2 separate regions of the Mus musculus genome follow, and region 2 is linked to region 1. The links are chromatin contacts, called in public Hi-C maps. All regions are on one chromosome and are shown on one strand. Each heading gives the region's core, a stretch centred on a gene start, on an enhancer-like site or on the middle of the called end of the contact. The rest is flanking DNA. Distances are from core to core; before and after follow the strand shown. Region 1 overlaps Vps13b (vacuolar protein sorting 13B). Region 2 overlaps Vps13b (vacuolar protein sorting 13B).

Region 1 (7,145 bases), core at 1,471-3,970:
ATGGGAGAAATTATAAATTTTTTATTAGTTTTTATTTCATTTTAAAGTTTAGGACCTCCCACTTTTTGGAGAATGCCTCAATAGTTTACCAGAATGCACAGAAAACTATTCTCACATATCAAAATAAGTCATGAGTAATTTCAGAGTAAAAAAAGAGGCAATACTAGCTGAGCAGTAGCGACTTTGAACCTTCTTATAGAGTCATAGGAGAGAATCTGCCTGGGATTAATAGTGGCGCTCAGTCCAGGGATGGGGAGCTATTATGTTTCATGGACTCTAGGCCATCTGTTCTGCCTGCCTACATTTTACTTCTGCAAAAATCATAAACGTACCTCTACCTCAGGGACTACAGAAAGGCATTAGAATTCTTCTGCTTTTCATTATCACAAGATTGAGTAACTCATTTCATTGTCAAGATAATCCCCCTTTACTCTTTCTTTTGCACTTGCCAGTTACTCCAAAATGACAAATAAAATCCCAGATGTTATAGACCAGCGAGCATTCAACTTTTTCTTGAGTGTTGGGTTTAAGCTACTTGGTCAAAATGTCAAAATTGACAGGGCCTTGATGCCCACACCCAGTATTCATTAAGGATCGTTGGTGGTTTGTATAACTGTCAACTAGCTATATTTATGCTTCCATCATCAGTGGATCCTTAAAAGTTAAATCTGCCCTGACTTTAACTGTCAAGAAATTCATTTCTCATTGTTCAGACACTGGAAAGAGATGCATTTCTTTCTGAGAACAGCAAGAGTCTTTGGGGTGCTGTAAACAGCTCACTGCTGCAACACAGGATTTGAGGTAGTCAGACCTAATTTCATGCTTTACTTCCCACCAGGCTAACATGCATCTCTGAAGCATCCAAAGCAGACAGTCTTCTCTCAGGGTACTGCAGCACAGCAGAAGTGTGGGAGCTCCACTCTGCACCAATGACCTGGTTTCACTTGCAGAGCATGAAGGGAGTGCTAGCTTCTGTTATAATAAATGTTTTACTGGTAATTTCATGGAAAAGAATGGCTTTACTTCCTTTCTCTCTCTTAGTTTATATACCAAGTTAACTACAGAAAGATCAGGGAAAGTGATTAAAGCCACTGTTCCTTTGACAATGAGCTCAAGTCACTGCTTGGGAGAAAAGTCCTCAGTCTTGTCAATGGTTTCCCACTTCTAACAGCTTCACCCAGGTTATTTTCCTTTGTGTTTCCTTTGTGTTCCAGCTGTGTTCCTCTTTTTCTTAGTCTATTTAAAGGTTGCCATGTTAATTGGCTCCGAGAAGGAGCAAGGCAAGCTCAAGTCCAATGATTTCACAGCTCTAAACTGTGTCCTCTTGTTTGCAGAAATCTAAGGCGTGCCATCTTAATAGAGCCATAAATTACCCTGACAGGGTAGCTAAAGTGTAAGCTCAGTCCCCACCCTCCTGTGGAAAGAGACTCGCTGTCAGTTCAGAATTTATAACTACATACTTTGCGTGTCTCCAAAATGACATGCTTCAAACAGCAAAAGGGATCGGCACTGTGTGCCCATGTTGGCGGCAGTGTGTTTGTGTGGCAACTGTTTAAAGAACATACTATACTATGAGACAGATTTAATAGATACCAAAGAAATACTATTGACTTTAAAATATTTCAGAATATATGATACAATTTCTATCTTAGATTCTCTTTTTTTCCCCGAGACAGGGTTTCTCTGTGTAGCCCTGGCTGTCCTTGAACTCAGAAATCTGCCTGCCTCTGCCTCTCAAGTGCTGGGATTAAAGGCATGAACCACCACTGCCTGGCTCTAACTTAGATTCTTGTTACTGGCAGAGCCCTCATAAGATTTCCTGTTATATTACAAGCATCACATCTACAATCAGACGGCAATCGCGATTTTATTAAGACACATGGGAGAACATAAGTGTTCTAGGAGAGAGGAGTTAGTTGTAAGATTCATGGCTGCACAAGCATCTGCAGAGTGGAGGAATAGAAAGTCCCTTGAAATAGTCATAGTTTAGAAGTATTATATTGTATTCTGCAAAATGAAAATGGGAATTCTTTTAACAAGCTCAGTTAATAATTTCTACTATATTATTTTTAAAACGAGTAAGTGAATATTAAAGCTCTCTAGGTTGCACAAATGTATCAACGTTTGAGGAAAAACATTAGCTTTCTTTTTTTTCTTTCTTTTTTTTTTTTTGGTTTTTCCGAGACAGGGTTTCTCTGTGTAGCCCTGGCTGTCCTGGAACTCACTCTGTAGACCAGGCTGGCCTCGAACTCAGAAATCAGCCCGCCTCTGCCTTCCAAGTGCTGGGATTAAAGGTGTGCGCCACCACTGCCCAGCAAACATTAGCTTTCTTGTTTCATGCTTTTATATTCCCTTTCCCCACATACTTTCCATAGGTTTCTAATAGCTTAGATGATAAAAAAAAATCATTAGGCAAACTCATTTTTTTCTTGGTCTTCTTGACAAGTGAGGGAACATGCCTACAGCACATTCCCAATGGTGTTTCTCTAAGAATTACTTAGCACATAGGATTCCTCTAGAATTACAAATCTATTTCAGCTCTTAAATTAAAATTCATCTGGGAAGGACTGCTTTTCCCTGTTTATATAACATTGTCACATAAAGAGTGTTAAAAAAATATTTCTCTAAAAATAGCCTGCGTAAGTTAGGGATTAGCAGAGCTCTGTTGCTGGGCCGTTCCTTTGTAGTTTTTTCCATGATGTTCTTGCACAGTGTTTTTGACTGTGTTTATTAAAGTCAGCACATCAAAAAGGATCAAAGAAAAGTGAGGGAGAAGCAAAGAAACCCCAAGTGTGTTGTCTCATTGGGGAGCTATGCAGATTCAGATAAACAAGTGCAAATTGTTGAGGGTTTAATGAAAAAATTTTGACAATTATTTTATCTTGCGTCCTTCTATAGGACGCCATGTGCACAACAGATGCTCTGCTGTGTGCAGACCGCTCCTCTCTGTTTAATAGCCCATCGGAGATGACTACTTTGTCACTGTGCTCAATTTGGTTCAGCAAATAATTTGAGAAGTGCAGCTGCTGCAGATGCTCACAATGGTGACAGAAACTGTAAAATCAAAGACTTGGGGAAGTTTTTCTGCATTAGAGTCAACCTATAAAAATCTGACAGTCATTCCTTTGAGCTCAAAGATACATCATAAAAATTGGTTTGAATACAGACCACCACCACTTGAAAACTACACAAAAAAATATGGCTGCTGGTAGTGTGTGTCTTTTTATTTTTGTCACTTATCAAGACAATACCAAATTGTCCGGTGTGGTGGCACATCTTGAATCCTGGCACTGAGGAGGCAGAGGCAGGCAGATGTTTAAATCTGGGGCAAGCATGGTCTACATAGGTAGTGAGTTCCAGGACAACCAGAGCTACATGGTGATATCCTATCTCAAAACAAGCCAAAACCAAACGAATGTATTTCAAGTTAACTGAAAAAACATGCAATTTGAAGATATTCAACTGCATTATGAAATTAATATTCATAATGATAAATTACTGTTTTCTTTGAAATACAGTTGCAACTATTTTTTATTTAAGTATGTCTTGATCCTGGTGTGAAGGCCAAGTTTACAGCTAGCCTGGGATCCAGAAAGAGATCCTATCTTCCCCAACTAAAAACAAAACCAAAAAGAGCTATGCAGTAATCTCTCAATTAGTTTCCCTAGATGCTAGCCTTTAGCCACAACTAGAATCTGTCCCAACCCTATCTCATTTACACACAACAGATTTTGTTATAGTTTCATTATAATACATCTTTTTAAATTAAGTGACTAACTTCAATTTTGATTTAATGTGACTCTAAAAAACTATTTTAAGATGTTTGCTGGACACTGACCAGCAGAATTATACCAAGTATCTTTTAGTCAAGGCGAATGTATCTATTTTTGTGCTTAACAAGATAAAAGAACATAATTATACAAGAAGAGGGTTATACAGTTTTTCTAATATAAAAGGGAAAATTACAAAAAATAGACCATTTGACTGGCTAAATAAAAAATGTTCAATTGTATCATAATGAAAACAATTATGAAGGTTAAATATCTTTAAAAATGAATCTAGAGATAATGCGATGTGAGCAGAGCTGGCCTGCATGGGGGTCTAAAGCTCTTCCTCTGTTTGGGACATAATTTTTCCCTGCCACCATTAAGGGACAGCATTTAGAAAGGTGTGAGGTTGGGCTCGGAGGACCTGACACTCTAGTGTCCAGTGTTTGAGAATCTTTCATGTCTCCTAGACCCTTCATTTTTCATTTCTGACTTTAAAAACAACAAAGGAAGAAAAAAAAGATCTTTTAGCTGGCTTGATTACGTATATTTCAGAGAGGAAGGACATTAACTATGTTTTGGCCTAATATTATTATTACACAACTATTAAAATTAAAACCAAACCACTGTGCTCAAACTGGCTCTCTAGAACTAAATTACAATTAGTCTCCAGCTGACAATTACTTTTTAGTACACAGCTTAGGGACTGACAAAAATCAGTCCACAACCCTCCTCCATACAGGGCCATGGAAAAGGACATACTCCCACAGGATTGTGGGAAAATATATGGTTTCCTCTTGAGACTTCTGTTCCAGAGTGACACTTCTGCACTTGCCTCTCAGCTTTCCCAGTAGCAGATTCTGTGACTGAAATGGTTATTTCCTGCCTGTGTTGACTTTTCTCCTCTCACACTTTGTGCCCACCTTCTCTGATTCAGTGTGGAAAAGCTACTACTTAGTCATAGTGGCAAAGGAGAAAAATGGAGATGTCATGGCCAGTTAGCTCCATGCCCCTCTACAGTTTCAGTCTTTCCCCGGCCAGGTGTGGCCTGCCTGACACAACACCTCAGTGATACTCTCCCAGGCTTGAGCTTCAGCTGGGCACCTTGTAGAGCATATCTGCCACCATGGCAATTTTTCTTTTGAAAATAAATGGTTCCCAGTGACACATTAGAATCACTTGCGAGGCTGACCAAATTCACATCATTGGGTTCTGTGCCCAGAGAGTATGATTCATAAGCTGGGTTGGGGGTCTAGTACACACATTCCCAGTAAGGTGTCAGGTGATCTGCTGTGCTTGTTCCACAGACTGCACCGTGGAAACACTGTTCTAAGGCTTCCAAAGCTCAACTCGATGTTGTGCTAGCCACTTCAGCTAAAAGGAACTTAGGAACCAACAGTTCCAAAGACAGCTGCAGGAATGTACCTCAAGACATGGATAGGAAGCAGCTTAGAGCTAGGAAATACCCTGGCTCACAGATTTGTTTAAACAGACAAATAACCTTAAACAAAATGACAATAGCCCCAAACCAAACCAAACCAAACCAAACCAAACCAAACCAAACCAAACCAAACCAAACCAAACCAAATCAGCATCTCTGAAATCATTTCACAAGCTAGAACTGTTCCCATCTCTAATGACTCTAAGTCCTTAAAACACTGCATTTTTCACATGCTAACAAAGGGTGTTTTCTCCTCCTCCCTCCATTCCACCCTACCCCCTTTCTGTAACTTACCAGGTACTTTTTGTGCTGCTTTGACAGTAAGGCTTCCATTGAGGTTTGACAGTGATGCTAACACACATGGCTTATGAGGGTGCGGGACAGTTTCCATGGAGACCACGATTTGGGTAGTATGGACAGAAACTTTTTGAAAGCAGGAGATGGCTCTCCAAATGTTTTCTTGAAATGATGTCTTCTGTGCTTCATCACAGTGAACTTTGGTCTTTGACAACTTTCCACGGTAACATTTGGGGACAGGAGGCTCATCCATATTCAGTATAGAGTCTGACGGGGTGGAGGTCTCTTTGCTATGTGCAGAGCTGTGTGCCTTTTTTATCTTCTTTAAAAAATGATTTATCTGATCGAGTTTGGTAAAACTTAAGTTTGCTTTCAAAGGCTTTGATACATCCAAGTAGATGTCAGCTACAAGAAAAAGGAAACAGGGTGACTGGAGCTCCCCAGTTAAATACTAATCAAAGTACAAAGCTCTGTGATCTTTCACTTGTCCCTCTTCTCAGAGCTGACTGAAGGGACATACCTCTGCGCTGCCTACCCACCTGGTCTGCTGGCCACTCATACAAGGCCCACACCCACACAGGGGTTTCTACCTCTGCCCTTAGGCTCTACAGCAAGCTGGAGGAGGCTTTCCAGTGTGGCACCTACCCAAAACTGCCATTTGGTCTCCCAAGGTAACAGAATTCCATCATAGGATCAGAATAGTATGAGACAAAGTGCTCATCCCAAGCATCACGGGTCTGCCCACCACACTGGCTTCCTGACCCTTTTCTTGCCTTTTATGCAGAAGTGCTCATTTCTCCTTTATGAGCAGCTATAAGCAGAAGATTCTGTGACTGATGAACACTCAAGTATATTATTAAAATAAATGGAATAGAAATTTTTTTGTTGTTTTTTCTAATTTTTTAATAGAAAACTGCTTTTTTCCTTTTAAATTTTTTTAACTTAATTTTATTTGTAATTCATTTTTTTATACTCCATATTCCATTCCCTGCCCCCCCCATCCACCATCTGACTGCTCCACATCCCACACCTCTTCTCAACCCCACCCCATCTCCATGTGGATGTCCCCACCCCACCCCATCCTACTTCTAAACTCCCTGGGGTCTCCAGTCTCTTGAGGGTTAGCTACTTCATCTCTGAATGAACACAGACTCGGCAGTCCTCTACTGTGTGTGTTTTGGGGACCTCATATCAGCTAGTGGATGCTGTCTGCTTGGTGGTCCAGTGTTTGAGAGATCTCAAGGGTCCAGATTAATTGAGACTGCTGGTCCTCCTACAGGGTCCCTCTCCTCCTCAGCTTCTTTCAGCTTTCCCTAATTCAACAACAGGGGTCAGCTGCTTCTGTCCATTGGTTGAGCGCAAATATCTGCATCTGACTCTTTCAGCTGCTTGTTGGGTCTTTCAGAGGGCAGTCATGATTTTTGTGAGTGTTCCATAGCCTCAGTAATAGTGTCAGGCTCATCCTGAGTGAGGTAACTCAGACCCAAAAGAACATGTATGGTATGTACTCATTAATAAGTGGATATTAGCCAAAAAGAAAAAAAGAAAAAATCCATAAGGAATACACAATTTGGGAGAGAGAAGAAAGCAATCACAAGAGAGGAGGGAGGGAGGGAAGGACTTGGGAGGGAATGTGGACA
Region 2 (7,145 bases), core at 3,451-5,950, 89 kb before region 1:
GGAAGAGATGAAGTGTGCTCTTTGAGCCACAGGAGTGGACTAGCTTCTAGGGAGCTTCTCAAGAGCAGATGAACCACGGAGGCAGTGGGCAAGAGCAGGGTGCTCTGGGGGGTCCAGACAAGGGAGGGCCTGCTCCAGGCTCCCATGATTGGGAGAGCTTCAGGAACAGCTGCGGCTCAGTTTGGATAAAACTTCTACTGGCAAAGATCACAGTTCATTCCACGCCAAAGGGACTTGAGATTTGAAAATCAACAGCCATACACAGTAAATAGTGTCAGCTGGCTGGAGAAAAGGAAGGCGGAAGTTAGACAGGCAGACTAGGTGAGAGCTAGCACGCAGTTACGAAGCTCGGAGTTTGGGATCTATTTAGGAGTTAGAGCTGGCCACAGACCCCTAACACACTGCATGCAGTGGTAACAAGAGAGGTAGTGGTGTAGGAGGCACCAAGGCTGCAGAATGAGAGGCAAAGCTGGGTGAGGAGGGCAGGGGCCTCATCCCTTCTGCCTGGAGCCCAAGGCACCTCTGGGGGCGGTGGCGGTGGCAGGGAGGGGGGGGGTCCTTTTATTTCCTTTCTTTGAAGAGTTAACGTTACTGACTTACTTCCTCTATCTACCACCTTCCCATCAATCCAGACTTTTCATTCTTTTTAATTTTGTTTCTTTCGAGACAGGTTGTCTCTGTGTAGACTTTTCATTGTTTTCTGGGCTATTTAGGTAGTGCTTAATATTTTTCTACTGAGTAGAAAATGTAACCAGAAGTCACTCTTGGTACTTTTAAATGACCACTTAAGGCAGCTGTAAAGCAAGGGACAGTGGCCACAGTTGTTGGAGCATCCTGAGGGACTATGTGTTCTTTATTCAGCAGCCCCTGGGGCTGTGCTGCCAGCCAAGCCAAATGTGTAATTTTACTACTGAAGACTTCAGATGGGAGTATATACAGCTTTCAAGTCATTTTTTTTTTTCTGTACAAAATAAAACAGAATTAGTGGTCAGGGAGTTAGAGTGCAGCCCTGAGGACCACCCACAGACATGTCTAAATTGATATGTTGAATTCCTGAATTGATATATTCAGGAAGAAAGAAAACTAAGATGTAATCCAGGAGAGGAGAGTCCACTAGGAAAGGAGAAAGGCTGAGTGAGTGAGTGGACGCTGTCTGTTACATTAAACCCACACACTAAAAGTGCCAGAGACTTCTCTGTGAATGGACACATTTGTTACTCAGTGACACACAACGTTAAAAGTAAGTGAGTGAGGGTTGCTCCTGTGTTTATAACTTACCCTACAGTTGTGCACAATGCTCTAACGAGAAACTAAAAATTCAAACAACTACAAAGATTTTTCCCAAGTCATTGCACTCATTATAGAAATTTTTAAGGAGGGTAAAACATTAAGATGTAATTCAAGGTCAATAAGCAAGTGGATATATATTGATATGTCTTAAGCCTATAACTTTTACATATATTAAAACATATATCATTTATTAAACTTTTAAACTCATTAATGTAACATTTTACTCTACAGTGGGCATTTAATACATTTATTGAATAAACAAATTGAGGTTAATGAGACTAACCAAAATCAAATTCTCACAAATTTTAGTAGGAACATTTATACATAAAATAAGAATTAAACTAAGTCACAATATTAAATTATTTTCTCTTTTGAATGTTCTTTCATGGATAATGATATTAAACTACAAATCAATGTCCTCAGTGTCTAATCAGACACTGAGATACTGATAGTAAAACATCAAATAGGGTAAGAGCTATGGAGGAAAAAACTATGATCAAAATATATTGTATGAAAATTTAATAAAAATATGAAAAAGGGTCAAGTAAACAAAGAGTGATAAGACAGGTAAGCACAAATGAAAACTAAGATTTTTAAGAAAATTTGACTTATACAAAAATACTACCTGGAAAATAAAAGTTCATTACTCATCTGCAGTGGGCTTATGTGTAGGTGTAATGTGGGAAATTAGCAGAACAATGAGAGGAAATATGTCATGCATTGTGAGTTTTCACAGAAACTCAATTGAAAGATGTTCACTAGCTAACATTATGATAAAAGTCAAGCAGAAATAATTCTGTATAATGGCTTGATAGCACCAAGACTAAACACTGACATTTTTTGGACCCTATAGAGCCTTTCACATTTGCAGAATACAATTTCTCATAAAAAAGAACGATTAGGTAGGAATAAAATTGAATTGTTTTTTTAGTGCAGAACTTGGACTCTTTTGTGTAGGAACAAGAAAAGAGGAAGAGGGCTAACTTATGAAGGTCTTTCTAAAGCAACTAAGAGTGACCACCGCCATGGTGCATGGGCTGCTAAGGGTGACAACTGCAATACTTCATGGGCTGCTGAGTACTTCATTTTTCAGTGTGCAGTACTTGTAAGTTTTCCCTTAGGATTGTCTGAATTCAACAAAGGTTACAAATGTTGTGCAATTAGTATAAACCAACCTATAAAAGGGAGAAATCTGACATCTCACAAGGTGTTGGTTGGGATGGAAATTTTAGCTAGAGGGTATTCCTTGTATGAAATTCTCAGGTTCAGATACTTATTGATTTGCCAGCTCTACAGAAGAATTCATATAAGAATCTTAATGTCATATAAAAATATAGGCAAGAGATATTATATAAATGTGTCCAATGATTTACTGAGATGTACTTCTCTTTCAGCCCCAACAAGCAGCTGAAAGAGTCAGATGCAGTTATTTGCACCCAACCAATGGACAGAAGTAGCTGACCCCTGTTGTTGAGTTGGGAAAGGCTGAAAGAAGCTGAGGAGAAGGGCGATTCTGTAGGAGGACCAGCAGTCTTGGTTAATCTGGACCCCCGAGTTCTCTCAAACACTGACCACCAAACAGACAGCATACACCAGCTGATCTCAGGCCCCTAACACACATACAGTAGAGGACTTCCAGGTCTGTGTTCATTCAGAGATGAAGCACCTAACCCTCAAGAGACTGGAGGCCCCAGGGAGGTCAGGTGGGGTGGGGAGGGGTCATCCACGTATAAATGGGGTGGGGAGGAGGTGTGGGGTGTGGAACAGTTGGAGGATGGATGGGGAGGGGCAGGGAATGGAATATGGAGTGTACAAAATGAATTACAAATAAAATAAAATAAAATTAAAAAACTGTAGAGTGTGATGGTACCATGTAATAAACTGTAACTCCATTTCTAAAAAAAAAAAAGGCAAATCCTGCTTTTGGGCAGTCAAGAGGTATGCGCATAGACACCTGGGGATGTGGATGCTTAAGGGTTAGCAAGAAGACCTGGTAAAGAAAGGAAGAGTCAGAGCAGCCAAGCCTAGGTCAGTCAATGCCACTTCCCCTGAAAACCATCCATCAACAAACACAAGTGACTGAAGCATGGAAGACAGAATAGTGGAAACAATGAGCGTGCTTGGAGGAAGGACACAATGTTGCCCACATATTTTACCAAAAATCCTCAAAATAGTTCAGTATACTGTGCCATTTCATCTTAGGTTTATAATGGCCATTTGAATTCCCACAGGTAAGTTACAATATCCAATATCACATTTTTCTACCAAGCACTCTGGAATAATCACTATTTTAACATATTGGTGTGTGAAATCTGTTCCAGGACTTTTATTTTGCAGGATGAGTCTTTGGAATGTTACAGGAAGCAACGGGGACAGCAACGGCACTTCCTGTTTAACAAGGGGCTATCTCACAGATGTTCTTTGCTTTCCTTTTAACAAGGGGCTATCTCACAGGTAGTCTCTGCTTCAAAGATGATCAGTCAATTCTAAATGCTGGAGATCAGGGGAGACAGACTCAGAGATTTTTTTTTTTAACAAAAAGGTTCAATAAGCAAGTTTGTTCATTTATTATAATTATCATTATTGGCATTTCAAGTACTTTGATCATGAAATCAGATAGAAATACACACAGCTTATATATATGCGAGGATATACAGGGTTTTTATGAAAGCAGGGTGTGGGCTTTCTCTATTAGTTAAGTTATATATGACATGTGTATATGTGTATGCAGATGAGGACGGTTCTTTTTGCTCTTAATGGAGTTCTATTCACACACTCTGGTGTTGTGTGACATACACAGATTCTCTTTGGACAGATACTCTTGGCAGTCGATGGTTCTCAGAGCTTGGCTGGATACAGTTCTTTAGAGGAAGGCTTCCGAGTACGTAGGATGCACATGATAAAGGATAATTCAGGAGCGCTCAGAAACAGAAGCCAAGAAGATAAACTCAAGCTTCTCTGATAGTCATTCAGATGCACTGGGTAAACACTCTTGCGCTTGTGAATCAGAACTGTCAGCTTCTGTTTGTTTATATATCTACTGTAACTATACACAAGTATAAATGATGAAAAAACCTATCCAAACTTAGAACTAAAACACTCTTTTCTTTATGTTACTCTCAAATGTAGGAGACATCAGCAAAATTTAATTTAGGAGACATGCCAACACATGTCCTAAAAAAAGATTGAGAGGTTTTATGAGATTTTAATTTATTTTTAGTCATTATAATGATTTGGGCAACTTAACTTGTTATCTCTAACTTTTAATTAGAGGAAAAAAGAAGGCAACAGATGGACAGAAAAGAAATAAAAAAAATTCTTATTTATTTTCATTGAAGTAAGTTGTGTTGCCATACGGAGAAAACATTTTTATAAAGGTTAAAGTATCCATGGCAACTGCAGATTCTCAGAGCCTCGCCAAGTTGTGCAGTTGGTTTTTCTTTCCCAGAGAGGGAATGTGCTAAGACCTTGTCCTAACTCATTCTATCCCCAAATGTGAGCCAGGCAAGCCAAACATGAACTGATGCTGTAGGGAAGCCCCTGACTCCACAAGAATGGGTTAGTTCACATTTATCTGAAAATCTGCTCTCAGCGGTCTTCAAAATTCACTAACTTGGCAAGCCGAGAATTATCATGAGAAATGAAATAATTTCATAACTCTGAAGTCATCCAACATTCCTAGTGTCTGACACTCACTGGGTTTGTCCATATCTTGGGCATTATTCTAACCTTTAAATAATAAGTTCTTCAATATCCTGGGAATAATTAAAAGCACAGAGATGATCAGAAGTACCACAGTGTAATAGTATGCCACTTTCTTGGTTAATGTGTTTGTCACACAGGTTCATGGAAATGGGTGATGATTAAAGGCAATCATGGTATGTATGCTGAGGTCTTTATGACATTCCTAATCAGCATTTACCATACATTAAAAATGGAAAAGTACTATGCTTCAATAGCCCAGCTGCACAGCCTTTCTCCAAACACACTGCAATAAAATTCACATTTACAATGAGCCCTGTAAAGAACCTTTATGTTTAGACACCAGTGAGCTGAGGACACTCACATTTGCAGAATACTGGCTTGTGGAAAGGTACTCAATGCCTTGTAAAAATCTTAGGGAATCTCAAGTATGTAGTCTTCAAAGCTACATTTCAATATCTAGAATTTACTGCCAAGGGATGGGCAGTCTCAGCAGCCATTCCTCTCTGAACCTCACAGCTTAAATAATCCCCAGTTTTGTAGAAAACTCCAGAAATGGGCCCTGGGAGAGGAGGAAGTGCCCTACCACAACCCTCCCATGGCCCTCTCCTGTAAAGACAGGAAAGGCGAAAATGCACGAGATTCTTAGGAAGAGACTCACACAGGGAAAGAAGCTCAGACTCAAACGCCTGTGTGCAGTTTAAGGAGGTGAGGGAACTCCATCTTGGCTAGATATTTAGTGTTAGAACACACTCTGGTCTCAGTCCTATGGGTAACTTTGGAAGGCACTGGAAAGTCCCACAGAGTAATGTGACTTTCCTGATGGAAGAAAGATACTTGAGAAAAGGAAAAGCCAAGAGACCGAGGCTTTAGCTCCTTCAGCTCCTCTGGTTGCATGAAAAATGAAATAAGGAAGCATTTGACAGCAATTGGACAGTAGTTCCTGGTTCTTAAATAGAATCAATGTTGACAGAATATTTTGGATTAAAATTCTTGCCAAATGGTCCCAAGAAGTGTTTACCTGTTGATTTTAACAATAAAAAGAATCTTGTTACTGTTACTGTGGAGCAAGGCATAAAAATCTTTCCTTCCCAAGTGGACTTGCTGGTTGCAGACAGCTGTCTCTGAATGACAATGAGGGTGACACTGTAGACTTCTGGGACATGATTTCCATGATTAGAAAGAAAGACAGCACGTGCTACATTTAATGTGTATTTAGTATAAGTATACAATATTTAGTAAGTATTCTATCCAGCTTCAGTTTATGAAAAATAATAAGAATCTTTACAGATTAAATATAGATTAAATAAGAGTGTGAGAAGCTGTACCTGCACTTAGGCCTGGAGACTGGCTCCACTTGAAGCATGTGCCTGGTCTGAGTCTGACTGCACTGATGATGTGCGTGCGTGTGTGTGTGTGTGTGTGTGTGTGTGTGTGTGTGTGTGTGTGTGTACATACCAGATTAAAAAATATGTATAGTATATAGAAAGCCATCCAGGATGATATAAAAGTAGGGTTTATAGTATAGGATTGTAAACTATGACTTTAAGCTTTTGATCTTGAGTACTATTAGAGGGGTTATGGGAACCCGCAGCGTTCTCTATTCAGTGAGCATCTACTGAAGGCCTATCACAAAGCATAACTAGCACCATTATGGCCTCCTTTCCTGTCCACCTTTCACTCCAATTTACCTGCCTCTGACTTCAGAGGAGGCCCCTTTAAGTTGTTCCTGGCCATAAATCTTGTGTGTAGGCTCTTTTCCAGCTTAATTTTGTAACATGCTCTCCCCAATGTGTCAGAAGGATTCTAAGAGTTCTTGCCTGAGTTTCAAGAGACCACACAGTCTCTAGTTCTCTCAGAACAATTTTGCCATGTGAAGAATTCTGAGCCAGCTTGCTTGACAGGTCACATGCCAGAGAATCAAGATATCCGGCCAACATCCAGCCTAGGCCGGCAAGGCCATCTTGAATTCCTTGCCTCTGCTACCTTCCAAGCTGTCTCTGCTCTCCTGAGTGCACCCTTGTTGGGGCAGCACGGTCTCTGCTGGAGTGGCCCTAGATCTCTCCTAGGCAGACTCATGACCTGATGAATGGTTTCAGCGTGATGTGTGGAATGCTTTAGTAAGCAACAATAGGAATCCGCTGTGGAGCTCT

What was found. Hi-C and Micro-C count contacts between places; a contact is called where the count stands out from the background.
Region 2: a Hi-C map of uterus shows a contact between it and region 1. The contact joins two enhancer-like sites. A contact is called at or near these places in 1 of 15 datasets of contacts at CTCF or cohesin (the NIH/3T3 cell line), 8 of 484 Hi-C or Micro-C datasets (cortical neurons, forebrain and uterus) and 2 of 9 other capture datasets (adipose tissue and pancreatic islet).

What each region holds. Positions count from the first base shown.
Region 1 is chr15:35,769,221-35,776,365 of GRCm38.p6, reverse strand. Vps13b (vacuolar protein sorting 13B) reads right to left here. Exons shown (of 62, transcript NM_177151.4): 36 at 5,503-5,910. Among named protein-coding and RNA genes, the nearest start is that of Mir875, 110 kb to the right of the region's middle. Within about 2 kb of position 2,720, at least 15 of the 459 cell types and tissues checked have an H3K27ac peak or open chromatin away from gene starts, as enhancers often do. A contact at or near this core is called in uterus, where this site is marked.
Region 2 is chr15:35,859,821-35,866,965 of GRCm38.p6, reverse strand. All of the region lies in intron 43 of Vps13b (vacuolar protein sorting 13B), which reads right to left. Among named protein-coding and RNA genes, the nearest start is that of Gm41292, 23 kb to the left of the region's middle. Within about 2 kb of position 4,700, at least 22 of the 459 cell types and tissues checked have an H3K27ac peak or open chromatin away from gene starts, as enhancers often do. A contact at or near this core is called in uterus, where this site is marked.